Regions from separate parts of the Capra hircus genome. Here region 1 is linked to region 2. A link is a contact called in public Hi-C data. All regions are on one chromosome and are shown on one strand. The core of a region is the stretch at or near the end of the contact, and the rest is flanking DNA. Distances in the headings are between cores, read along the strand shown.

Region 1 (6,681 bases), core at 1,524-4,023, 450 kb after region 2:
AATTTAGACACATTATAAGTTGACTTTTCATATAAGGTTTTTTTCTAAACTGTTAGGCTACTTAGTCAATTTTATAATCTTTTCTCCCACATACTTTTTAAGGAAAATGGATTATGCCAAACAATTAAATACCACTTAAATGCCAAAGGAAACTTACTGTGGTAGAATCAAAAGAAAGGATGTCCACAACAGGGGGAGTGGAGGTCTGCAAATCGATTACATCAAGCTTTGGATTAATCTGCATATGTACATTAAAAAGGCTAATATTAGATTTTTATACCATAAGAAATTGGATGCCATTTGTAACAATCTAGAGGGTATTTCCTAATATATTCTAAAATATATTTGTATATTAGCATGGATAGAAAATTTTAAAATATTAGCCTATCAAATCTATCAGTATATAAGAAAAGATCATTGTGACCAAGTTGAATTTATCCCAGGAATAAAAAGTTGCTTTTACATTTGAAAATCAATGGGATTCACCTAGGAAGGGCTATTAAAAATAAAATAAATGACCCACCTTAAAAGATGCAGAAAAAAATCCTAGCCAGTTCAGTAAGACAAGAAAAGGAAATAAAAGCATTAAGATGTAGGAATTGGAACAGAAGAAATAAAATTCGTTATTCATATATAATTATCTACAAAGAAATCACGAAAGAATCTACCACTAAATCATTAAAACTAACAAGAGTTTACTAGATCCAAAATTGATATATAAAATCAATGACATGTCTGCACTTTAGTACACAGAAAATGCAAATTTTTAAAAATCATAATTTATAACACTATAAAAATTTAAAAATACATCAGAGAAAAACCAAGATGCATAAGACCTTTATGGAAAAATAAAACTCATGTAAAGATATTAGAGAAGTTCATTGAAAGTTATACCATAAACAGCTCAGAAGCAAAGCCCTGTATAAATGGAAAACAAATACAAAATAAAAATGGTGCCACAAATCGGTAGAGGAAGGATGACTTGTACCTGAGAAGCAGGCTCACTAAATAGATCCCTAACACTACATAAAAGATGGACAGCAGATAATTTATAAACCTAAATGGTATGTTAAAACTACAAAGTTAATAGGAGTAAATGTGTAAAAATATCTTTCTGACGTGGGGTAGAGAAGGATATCTTAAACTAAAGCAGCAAAACTAAAGCCATAAGGCTGAAAAAATAAAAAACGGGTCCATCTTGTTCACACCAATATTAAGCATTTCTGTTTCACAGTGGATACCATAAGGTTATCAATCAGATAATGAACAGGAGGAGATGTTATGTTTGGAACTGGAAAAGGACAACTATCTAAAATATATAGGGGAAAAAAAAGGAGAAAAAAGAAAATATATAGGAAAAACCTACAAATCAATGTGAAAAGAACAGAAGTCCTAAGAAAACATCACAGGAAGCCTAACAGTTATCTAGACTATGAGGAGATTTTCAGAAACATTAGTAGTAATTAGAAAAGGAAAGAGTAAAGCAAAATCCCACTTAATACCTATCAGATTACAAAAGCTAGAAAGCTCAGTGATGTGCTGACCCTGTTTATAGAACATTTTTTGTAATGGCAAAAACAAGAACCACAATCTTGGAGAAACTAACACTACATTGTAAATCAACTGTCAATACAATAAATAAATTCAAGAAACAAACCACAATCAGAAATCCCCAAATGTTTATCAACAGTAGAACAGATACATAATCATGGGAATTACTGTCTTAAATTCATTGGAATCCTACACAGCAGTGAAAATGAATGAAATACAACTATGCATGACAGCATGTGAAAGCATGAATTCAGAATCCATACAAACAAATCTCAGGATTTTAATGTGAAATAAAAAAGCAGGTTATATAAAAATATACATAGTATGATTCCATTATATAAAGTTTAGAACTATCCAAAATGAAATAATATCTAATTATTGATTCAAACATATATAGTAAAAGTTAAAAGAAAAGCAAGGGAATAATAGAGTGGTGACTACTTTGGAGGAAGATAATTTCAGAATTTGGAAAAAAAAAAGGAAAGAAACCACAAGGTCACTAATTATTTACACTAAACTATGAATATAAAGAAGTAAACAAAGGGCAACAAAGATAGCAGAAGTGAAGTGAAGTGAAAGTCACTCAGTCATGTCTGACTCTTTGCAACCCCATGGACTACACAGTCCATGGAATTCTCCAGGCCAGATTCTTTACCAGCTGAGCTACAAGGGAAGCCCCCTAAAGACAGCAGAACTTGGTATCAAAAGCTACCAACAGTGAGTGTACTGGCGAACCTCAGGAAGGGACTGTTGACTGAGAAAGGCTTCCCATGGGGCAGAGAGAGCTTAAGATGACTTCTTTAGAGAAGTTACGAAAACAAAAGCAGAGAGAGAGGGCCGGAGATGCGGTTATGAGCCTCCCCGAGCATAGAGGCAGAATGCTGACACAAACTGTTGCACAAGGTGGCCACCAGAGAGGGTGGCAAGGGTCAGACTGTGTGGGGTGAAGGCTTCTGGGGAGGCACAGAAGAACTGGAGGCTAAAATGCACGTTAGAAAGATTATGGTGGCGGGAACACGTACAGTATCCAGAATAAAGTAGGGATATAACAGTGAGAACACTGCAGCAGTCAGGGCTGTGGGAATAGGGGCTGAACCTGTGGTTAAGAGGACTGGAATGATTTCAAAAGCAGTATCATGTCTGATCAGTACAGCTGAAGCTTTGGAAACACTGTGAAGTGTTTACATTTATCCAGCCACTTGTGTTACAGGCAGAGGGGTACACACCCAACAATCCCTATACTGCAATAAAGAAAGAATCAGAACCATACAAGACCATCTATTTGCCTAGGTTTTTTCTGGCCATTGCACAGAGCAGAACGCACAGCCTCCTTCCCGTCAGCTCTGGGTCCAGAGTTGAGGCAAAGATAAGAAACCTGAGGCCGACCTGCTTTCCTTTCAACGGTGAGCTAGCTGTCCAGGAAGTGCTCGCAGACACCTTATTTTCTTTTATCTACTGCCACCTAGTGTAGATGTGAAATTGTTTACCAATGAAAAATTCAGTCTGCTTTTGCCATCTGAAACAAGAACTTCTCCAAAAGATGAAATCATATGGAAACGATCAGCGTCTCTCATAGAGAAATCCTTGAGCTTCTACGAGCTGGGAAATTCTTGCTATAACAATATTTTACTGTATCGTGCTACAAGTTGCTGCCACATTCATTAAGTGAAGCAGGAAAGTCTCACTAAGTAAAAGTTTACAGTCTTCTCCACAAAGAAAATATGCTGAGACAGTGACACTTACAGTTAAGTTCTTTGCAAGCTAATCTCCGTGAATATTAACAGCACCTTCTAGCTCTCCATTTTTATTAAAGGAAATAACGCTTCAATAACTAGAGTTGCCTTGAAATGGGAATCAGCTGCCTCATGAGAGGCTGTTTTCCATCATCGAACAAGGGATTCATGCATGATGGAGGATTAATACAGGTGCCCTCACAGATTCCATCCCATGCCGAGGTTCTGGACAGTGAGGCGTTCATGAGCTAAAAAATTCTGAAGAGCAAGAAACATGTCCATCCTGTCCACTGTTGCATAATCTAAAGCTACTATGATGTCCAGTATTTGTTAACAGGATGAAATTAAATCTCGATTCTATTGAAGCACTGTATGAAAATAGTTAAAGGTACAGAATGGAACCAGAGTGACTGGTTGCAATTCTCATGTTGCTGCTTGCTAGCTCTAAGGTTTAACTTACATGGACCTCAATTTCTCATGGAATACAAATGGTGCTTCCTTTATAGTTTTTAGGAAGACTGAATGACAGTTTATGTAAGGCAATTAGAATAATGTTGCATGTGTTAGATATTATTATTGATAATCTCTAAAGAACATTTTCAGAGGTACAAAACAATACATATACCACAGCTAGAACTGAAATACAAAATTGGTAGAGGAGGTCAGTTTTATTAACCATTAATTAATGACACAATGTTTCAACCTTAATAGAAGGTTGAAATAAAAACTCAATCTCAGACTCCAAGTCGTAAATTGATCACTTGTAGTTTTCAACTATGAATCGTGGCCAGACTACCACACAATATCTTTATATAAATATTTGGTTAAAGTTAAAGGAAGTTTTCCTTACTGCTCAATATCATATAGAATTTGCTATGCAATGTGGTGATTAAGGTAACTTCAAATGGCCATTATGAAATCAGAAACCAAAAAAACAATTATTGACGAAATCTTTTTAATTAACTTCAAGGCTATGGTTTTTCCGGTGGTCATGTATAGATGTGAGAGTTGGACTGTGAAGAAGGCTGAGCACCGAAGAATTGATGCTTTTGAACTGTGGTGTTGGAGAAGACTCTTGAGAGTCCCTTGGACTGCAAGGAGCTCCAACCAGTCCATTCTGAAGATCAGCCCTGGGATTTCTTTGGAAGGAATGATGCTAAAGCTGAAACTCCAGGACTTTGGCCACCTCATGCGAAGAGTTGATTCATTGGAAAAGACTCTGATGCTGGGAGGGATTGGAGGCAGAAGGAGAAGGGGACGACCGAGGATGAGATGGCTGAATGGCATCATGGACTCGATGGACGTGAGTCTAAGTGAACTCCGGGAGATGGTGATAAACAGGGAGGCCTGGCGTGCTGCGATTCATGGGGTCGCAAAGAGTCAGACACGACTGAGCGACTGAACTGAACTGAACCCCTTCTTATTGGACATCGATTCGAGCAAACTCTGGGAGATAGTAGAGAACAGAAGAGCCTGTCGTGCTACAGTCCATAGGTAGGGCTGCAAAGAGTTGGATGTGACTTAGAGAGTGAACACCACCACTGCCAACCCTTCTTATAATAATATCCCGCAACGCTCCTAGAATAGCTGTTTTGAAGCCTGTCTCCAAGATCTACCACCATCTTCTAGAATGGCTCTATGTCTTCCCATCAAAATGTGCAAAAAGGTGGGGAAGAAAAGTGTCAGGCACACACTTTAAAGTTAGTTCCTCCTTCGAGAAGGAAAGTTTGGTTTTGTCTGGGGGTTTGGACTATGTAGCCCAGCTCGTGACAGTCTGAAAAAGACGAAGTCAGCGTGAATTAGTGATGTGCCATTGCACAATGTGGACAGGGTTAAAATACCTTGTATTAGAAAAGAAAGAAGTTGTCTTATGTTTTAATTAAGACAGTGTGCCCAGGCCAGGAGTATTAACAATGGCTTTGCAGGTAGATAAGCAGAAAGGACAGAGGAGGGGTCTGACACAGTGAAGAGGAAGATTTTATGCTTTCTGCCTTCTTTCATGTGACCGACATCTCTCATTTATTCTAAAAGCAATCTGCCCATCACCCTCTCTAACCGTGTTGCTGCTAAGTCGCTTCAGTCGTGTCCGACTCTGTGTGACCCCATAGATGGCAGCCCACCAGGCTCCCCCATCCCTGGGATTCTCCAGGCAAGAACACTGGAGTGGGCTGCCATTTCCTTCTCCAAGGTGTGAAAGTAAAGTCGCTCAGTCATGTCTGACTCTTCGCGACTCTATGGACTGCAGCCCACCAGGCTCTTCCGCCCATGGGATTTTCCAGGCAAGAGTACTGGAGTGGGGTGCCATTGCCTTCTCTGCTCTAACTGTGTAGGAATTAGTAATTTTTATGTGTAGTCAGCTGGTACCCAAGGTCTAAGACTCCATAAGATTCCAAACCTTCAAACAAGTGGTGCCTTTAAAAAGACTGGCAAATGGATGACTTTTGTAAAATATCAAATAATTTCACTCAGAAGATTGAGATTATGTGATTCAAATCAGCCTAATAGAAAACACAAAAAATACAAATCACAGGAATACAGTGTTGCTTCAAACTCAGAAATGAAACCCTTCTGGTTACTAAAAAAAAAAGAGGAAGCTGGGGAAATTAGATCATTTAGATGCAATTTATTTCACATTTTCTAATAATATATTTTTCTTCTTTTAATTAGGAATTTTGACCTCAAAAAGAGGGGGTTGCTAGTTTTCAATTATTTCCAAAGGCACATATTACTTTGCCTAAAGCTTTGAAAAAAAAGTTTAATCCATCAAATTTAGTATTTCAAAGTAAAATTTGCTTATCTTAAATTAATACACAGTACATCTTCTATTCTGATTCACACTATTCTAAGTGACATTTAAAAAGTAACAGCCTTTTAGCTCTATGAGAGATTCACAGACATTAGTTTGAAGCCTTTAAAAAATAATTTGATATTTAACAATTATTTATTCATAATGTTAAAGATGTTCTCTGTCCAGAAAACTTTATACCCTTGCTTTACTCTAAGAGATTTTATGGGAAAAAAATGAACCGTACATTGTTCTTATGCAGAATCCTATATCACAAAGTCTCTGGCATTTTATGTCATGAAATCTGAATTTTGACAAATGTAAGCCATACTGTATACTTAGTTTTAAGCAGGTAATAAATGCAAAGTCCTCAGGTAGTAACTGATAGGTAGTAAATGTTCAATACTCACTATTACTGGGCATCTAGTAAGAATGAAGCCTTTTGCTAAATATAAAAAATAAAAACAAACTGGAGTTGTAAGAATATCTTTTTGTACAATCTATATACTCTCTCAGGACATGGCTCTTGTCGCTGTCCTATATACAAGCCATACTTAAGAGTGTTAAATCATAATTACTTGTTATACTTAGGGAAACAGAACATTAGTTCCC
Region 2 (7,284 bases), core at 3,994-6,493:
TGAAAATTTGGGACAGAGTGCATTGTATATTGTAAAATACATTGAGTCTTGGGTTAAAATAATTTTTGTAAAAAAATTAATATAAAGAAATTGAAAGAGAGAAACATAAGAACGCATTAATGAGGCATCTGTTCAAAACCAGTCTTTTCTTGTGTAAAATTAGGAAAACTGTTATAGAATCTTCAGAAAGCAAATTATCTACAAAATGAAGGAACTGTACATTAGTTTTATGCTTACACATCGGGTTTTTTTTTTTTTTTTGAGAAATGAAAGCTTCAGTAAAATTACCAATGTCTTTATGTTTCTACAATACGCTAAATGTCTCATTTTCTATCAAGAACTAAATGTGCTCAGGGGTGTGAGAGTGTCATGATCACTTAGCTTAATGGGTGTGAAGTAAATGCTCTCTTTTCTGGAGGGAAAATCCTTTCTAAAGATCATTGTAACATTTACAGAACTTGACACATTTTTATAAAATTGGACAGTTGGTAGTGACCCGCAAAGTTCATCACGTCTCTGTCACGGCTTTAGAATGACAATCAAAACACTCCAGGGAAATAACTATCTTGAAGTAGATTTTTTAAAATATCTTCCAGAGAAAGTGTCTCTGGGAAATCTAGATTTCGTACAAGAAATCAAGATCCATCTTCACTTCTTTTCTTCCATCTGCTGGAAAATAACTGGATTATACTATAGCTCCCAGAGCAGTGGTTCTCAAACCTGGTTATTCATTAGAACCACACGGGGAGCTTTGTAAAATACAGATTTCTAGGCAGCAAAGGCTAGGTACTTTAGAAAAAAGAAATCACTTTCAGTAACTCCATAGTCATTACTTCTGCTATGCTATCCACTGTGGTAGGCAGAATGATACCTTCCCTCAAAATGACCACAGAACCTCTGAATATGTTATGTTACACAGCAAAAAGGACTTGTAGATGCAATTAAGTGTATGGTCATTAAGATGAGGAGGAAGAGGATATTCTGTATTGTCCAGGTTGGCCAATCTTATCACATAAATCCTTAAAATCAAGGAATTTCCCACCTATGGTCAGAGAGAGATGGAGCAACCAAAGGAAGCACGGAGAGGAGCCGCAGTGCCGGCTCTAAAGACAATGGAAAGAGATCTGGAGCCAAGGAATGCAGGTGACATCTAGCTTTTGGAAATAACAAAGAAATAGGTTCTCTTCCAGATCCTTTAGAAAGTACCATAGTCCCCATGATGCCTTGATTTTAGCCCAGAGAGACCTGCACTGGACTTCTGACCTACTGAAAATTAAGATAGTACCTTTCTCTTGTTTAAATCACCAAATTTGGGTTAATTTGCTATAGCAGCAATAGAAAACTAATACACACATTGAGAAATTTCTTGCTTACACTCTGTTCCCACGGACGGAGGAGCCCGGTGGGCTGCAGTCCATGGGATTGCAGAGTCGGACACGACTAAGCGACTAACACACACACACTCTGTTCCACAGTACAAGTTCTGCTCAGAGGAATATTACCTTACAAATCCTGTATATAAATGGCTGCTGAATTTTACCAACAACTATTGGTTTCATTCCAATGGTGTTTTATCATATGAGATAGGAAGACTATCAATATTCCCATTTAATAGATGTGGAAGCTGAGGTGAGATTGTGAAGTGACTTGCTCAAGGTTGCAGAGTTGGTAAGTGAGTGGTTGGACTGGAATGTGAATTCTTTTCTTCTGACTCCTCCAACTCCAACTCCTTATACCAACCATTTAAGCTAGAAAGAATAGATACCGATGCCTTTATCTTTATTTTGTGGATATAGAAACTTTTGCTATAAGAGGAGTTAAATGATCAATAGTGAAGCTAAGACAAGAATTCCTCACTTTTAACTTGTAATTAATTGCTCCTTGTGATTTTTATTTCCACCTATAAGATAAAGTGTGTACATCAGGTATAGAACTGGCCAGGGTTTTTCAAAGCTGGAGGAACTTAAGGTTCAGATGAAAACAAACCTGATTTATAACAATGACTAATAACGAGTTATTTAACATCCTTGAATCTCACTTTCCTCATTTGTAAAATACAAACAGTTAGATCTACTTGACAAAGTTGTGAAAAGGATTTAATGGGAACTTTGCATTAAAATGAAGCCCCTGACATGTATGTATATACAGGTAGGTCATGTCAGCATATGACATCAATTTCATATATACTTTGTGTCCTCATACAAACAGAGCCCAAATTTTCAGTCTGTCCTAAGTCACTGATCTTAGCTCCAATCAAATTAATAAATCCAATTTAAGAAAGGGTTAAGGGGAAAACATGTCTCCTTCCTTTATTTATTTATAGACAAATAAATTTGTATAAGATAGATATAATCAACAAGGACCTACTCAGGGGGTTCTACTCAACACTTAATGATAACCTATATGGGAAAAGACTCTGAGAAAGAATAGATATCTGTATATGTGTAACTAAATCATAGATATCTGTATATGTGTAACTAAAATCTGTATATGTGTAACTAAACTAAGTTCCTCCCATCCCACTTTGAAAAACTAAAATGATTTATAAACCGACCATACTCCAATATAAAATAAAAAGTAAAAATGAAATAAAATTGAAAAACAAAAGTTTAGAAGTCCCTTTGTTGCCTTCCTTAGCCCCAAAAGACAATTTCCATGAATGTAAAGACTCCATCTACTAGAGACACAGGAAAAGAAGAACCGTAACCTAAGTGAACTTTGTTAGGAGATACTGTGATCATGTTCAAATCTATTTTGTTTCTATGTATCTCATCAGATGCCTTGACATTGAACAGAGAGCCCCCAGAATGCTGGTCAATTTTATTTTCACGATCATTTAAAAATAGAATAGTACTTGATATAACTCTAGAAGGAAATTTGGATTAGCACAAATACTTCTCACTATAGACATATACAATAATATATAAATAAAAGACATCATTTTTAAAGAAAATGGAAATGGTATGGGAAATGGGATTAGAGACTGTGTTTTTATTGTAGTATAAAGATCTAGTTATGTTGGAATATCTTTCGCATTCCTATCATGAATGATGGTAATAATATATTACTTACAAAAATTCTGAAGAAGAAGAAATATTTCTTTACCAAGAGTTATTCTTCACATAGACTGTCATTTCAACTGAAGAGTGGAGAAAGCATTTTATGAAGAATCATCAGAAAGAGTTCTTTCCTACTCCAAGATTTCTCTCTGGGATAAAAAATTAGAGGAATTAGGAATAGATGTGTTGTTTCCATTCCTTTGTTGTATAAATCATAAAATACAGCTATGCTTTCTCACTAAACATTGGCAATAGCATATCACAATAGACACACTCCTTGTAGCTATGAAGCACTTCTCAAGTCCTTGTATATTTATGATGATATGCATTCTTACATCCTCATGAGTAGATAAGAAAGGCTCAAAAATCTGCATGAACAGTCTGAGTACAATCAAGGACTCCTAGCATAAAGATAGAACCTCTGGTCCTCATGGACTTCTCCATCTAAGCCTCCTAAAAGTTCAACATACTCCACACTGAGTTCAACACCTCCCTCCACCTCTTCCCAGCCTACTCCTCCTCTGGTTTTTCCCTTTTTAGATGGTAGCAACCCCCCTCCTTCCTCCTGGTTGTTAGTCTAGGGTCTGGCATTTTGCCTTCACCATTAGTAAATGAGTACAGCCTAACAATCTGCCCTCTAAATATCCCTTAACTCCAGACAGAACACCACTTCCCAAGTCCCGGCTTGCAGCCTCTGCCACCTGGATGTGAGAAGCCATTTCTCAGCCAACCACTTGCCCTGCTCCCCCTTATTTTTCCCTACTGACACCCAGCTTCTTGAACACCACTCATGAGGCTCCCCTACCCAAATCATCCCTGCCCCGCCCTCCTCAGGATAATGGCCACACTCCCGAGCATGACTTGAAATTCTTGCTCAGATCCTTAACAGAGAACTTATCTTTGTTCAGTGTCCACAAGTGCCCTAAACCCTTGAAGTCTGCCTCATATGCGGCCTGCCCCTCTGCTGCTCTGCCCCTTCACGAATCTGCTATCCTTACCAGCTGAATGAAGTCTCTCCACCCATCTGCCAATAAAATCCTACCTGTCGTTTAACAGTTCTTAGGATGCCCTCCCTTGGGAAGCTTCCTGTCCCCTAAACTTTGCCCCAGAAAGGAGTTCCTATCCTTCCTGTACGGCGTCCCTTGTGTGTGTTGTAACTTTGCCTGTTCGTCTCCCTCATTAGATAATAAGCTCCTTAAGGGCTTTCTGTCCATCCCAGGGTGTGGCATATGGTTAAATATTCTATAATTGCTTTCTGGATGAATGAATAAATCTAGGCTAACATTTTCCGTCGTCAGATGAGATCATTTAGTTGCAGAGAGGTTAAGCAACTTGCTTAAGGCCACCTAGTTAGATTATAGAAGTAGCAATAAAGACTGACAATAAAGACTGTGTTTCCAGATCTCAGCCTAGTAATTACTCTATGCATCCAGCTGCTTTTGTATTGTTACCATTATGTCCTATGGCAAAGCTTCCCTGGGTTTCTCTCTGTATTAGTGGACTTTTACTTTGGGGCTGGGTTTGCCTTTTTAGTGTCAATACCTTGGTTTTCCCTGGGGAAAATCATTCATGTATTCTTGGTGTGTGTGTGTTTAGTCACTTCAGTTGTGTCTGACTCTTTGCGACCCTAGGGACTGTAGCCTGCCAGGCTCCTCTGTCTGTGGGATTCTCCAGGCGAGAGTACTGGAGTGGGTACTCTCCATGCCCTCCTCCAGGGGATCTTCCCAACCCAGGGATTGAACCCGCTCTTCTGTTTCCTGCATTGGCAAGTGGATTCTTTACTACTTGCACTACCCGGCGCCTGTAGTTAAAATGTGCTTTGCAGGCGGCACTAGTGGTAAAGATGTTCTGTGTGGGATTCGGAGGATAGGCATGAAGGCAGCCGTGTCGTTCTGATGTCTGAGCCAGCTGGGGAAGGGGCTGGATACTGCCCATCACACGTGTACTGTGCTGCTGGGTGACTTGCCTTTGTGTGTGTGAGGTGGCAGCCAGGTTCCCATCAACTCCGCCTTCCTTCAGACTTCCCTGCAGTTTTCCTGACTCGTGGACCACAGGAGTCCCATGTGGACGGGAGATGATGAGAGGCTAACGGAGGTTCCCATCCGACCGCATAGGTTACGTGCAGGAGTGCCAGTTTGTTCTCGGTCCTTCCCACTTCACATCTAGCTTCCTTATAGCTAGCTCGGAGATCTTCATGCTCCAGTATATGAGATGAAGACCGCCTTACAGAAACTGGTTAACCAGCCTCTACAATTGCATAGGTCAAATGCTTACAATAGGGCTTCCCTCATGGCTCAGATGGTAAAGAATCCGCCTGCAGTGCAGGAGACCTGGATTCAATTCCTGGGTTGGGAAGATCCCTTAGAGGAGAGCATGGCAACGCTTTCCAGTATTCTTGCCCGGAGAATCCCCATGGACAGCGGAGCCTGTTGGGCTACAGTCCATGGGGTCACAAGGAGTTGGACATGACTGAGTGACTAAGCATAGCACAGTACAATTCCTGTAATAAGCCCTTTAGTGTGATTTTGCACACACACACACACACACACACACACATTTTTGATTGATTGAACTCTTCTCACTTTGGACCCAGACTGATACACAGTACCAGCCCTGGACTTTTCCTAATGTAAATCAGGACATTTTCTTTCATGTTTAAGTGAGTGTGAATTTCATTCCCATCACTTGCCGTTGAAAGGACTAATATGCAGGATTATCATATTGTGACTAAGCAGCTTGATATCCTGAGGGCAGGGTCTGTGCATTACTCATCCTTAATTTGCCAGCATCCAGCAGGCTGACACGTACATAGTAGGCACTTGGCAAACAGTGACAAATAAATGGACAACAAATGGCTACAGAATAAAAATGTTCTCCTGGGGACCCCGAGTTAAAGCCTCACACAACGTGAATCATGTGGAAGAAGAAAAGCAGGATGCGTGGAAACTCCCAGCCTCTGGATAAAGCTGTGAAGATCCTGGGACCGAGGGCAGCTGAGCCCTCCACCTGGCAACTGGGGTCCGGTGGTGGGGAAGGACAACACATGTTAGGCATCTCATGTTCATTACTAGCACAGCAGGTGTCCCAGGGCAGCCAGCGCTCGCACGAAAGTGAGCTTCCTGTCACTCCTGACCAGGATTCGCTACATGTGCAAAGCAGAAGTGGTACAGAAAGCTATTTTTTAACATAGAAAACTTGAAAGTGTATCAGGTTCTGAGAAAAGGAAGCTTCTTAGAAAGATGATTTCATGGTAAGAAACCCCATGAATCATCTAAAGAATTTATACCTGAACTAAAACATAAATGCTAGCCATTCTTGGTTCCTGCCTAGAACACTCTAACAGATCTTAAGGAAGTAAGAGGTTCATGGGAACCACAAAGGCAGACATTTCTGAGCAGAAATGTTCTCAATGGTTTGGCTGATATTCAGTATAAGTGAATCAGGTGATGAATCAGCTTATTTCCAAGTACAAATCTTTGCAGAGGAAACACATGACACGCACATATTGACTCAAAATGGCAGAAGGGTGTGGCAGGCTGATAATGGCCCCCAAAGATACCCAGATCCTAATCCAGGGAACTGGGAATATTACTCTTATGTGGGAAAAGCACCTTTGTAGAGGTGGTTGAAGTAAGGATCTTGAGATATAAAGAGTGTCCTAGATTATCCTGGGCCAAATGCAACCATAAATCCTTATAAGAGGGAGAAATAAAGGGATTTGACTGTGTTGGAGAAGCTGATGTGAAGAAGCAGAGAGAGATTTAAAGATTCCTTGAGGATGGAATAAAGGACCATGGGCCAAGGAATGCAGTAAGGCAGAGGGTGAAAAGGCAAGGAAAGGGACCCTCTCCAAAGCCTCCAAAAAGAGAACCTTGGCTTCACCCTTAGAAGTCCATTTTGTACTTCTGACCCCCAGAACTGCGAGAGAATAACTGTGTGCTTTTTTAAGCCATCAAGCTGGTGGTCAGCCCACTCCAGTGTTCTTGCCTGGAGAATTCCAGTGGGGGGAGCCTGGTGGGCTGCCGTCTATGGGGTCGCACAGAGTCGGACACGACTGAAGCGACTTAGCAGCAGCAAGCGGGTGGTCATTTTACCTCTCCTTAGGTAGTCCCCACTTGGGAATCTTGAGTACAACTCTTTTCCTCCGCTAGGGGGAGCTCAAGCTGTATATCAGTGAGTCATAGCAGACGCAAAAGACCAGTTTGGTTTTCTTGTCTGACTCTTT

What was found. Hi-C and Micro-C count contacts between places; a contact is called where the count stands out from the background.
Region 1: a Hi-C map of blood shows a contact between it and region 2, with 4 times the contacts expected there. The contact joins two enhancer-like sites. A contact is called at or near these places in 2 of 5 Hi-C or Micro-C datasets (both in blood).

The regions. Positions count from the first base shown.
Region 1 is chr5:19,101,513-19,108,193 of ARS1.2, forward strand. POC1B (POC1 centriolar protein homolog B) reads right to left here. Exons shown (of 12, transcript XM_018047611.1): 10 at 158-238. Among named protein-coding and RNA genes, the nearest start is that of POC1B, 68 kb to the right of the region's middle. Within about 2 kb of position 2,774, at least 1 of the 5 cell types and tissues checked has an H3K27ac peak or open chromatin away from gene starts, as enhancers often do.
Region 2 is chr5:18,644,333-18,651,616 of ARS1.2, forward strand. No RefSeq gene overlaps it. Among named protein-coding and RNA genes, the nearest start is that of TRNAC-GCA, 22 kb to the right of the region's middle. Within about 2 kb of position 5,244, at least 1 of the 5 cell types and tissues checked has an H3K27ac peak or open chromatin away from gene starts, as enhancers often do.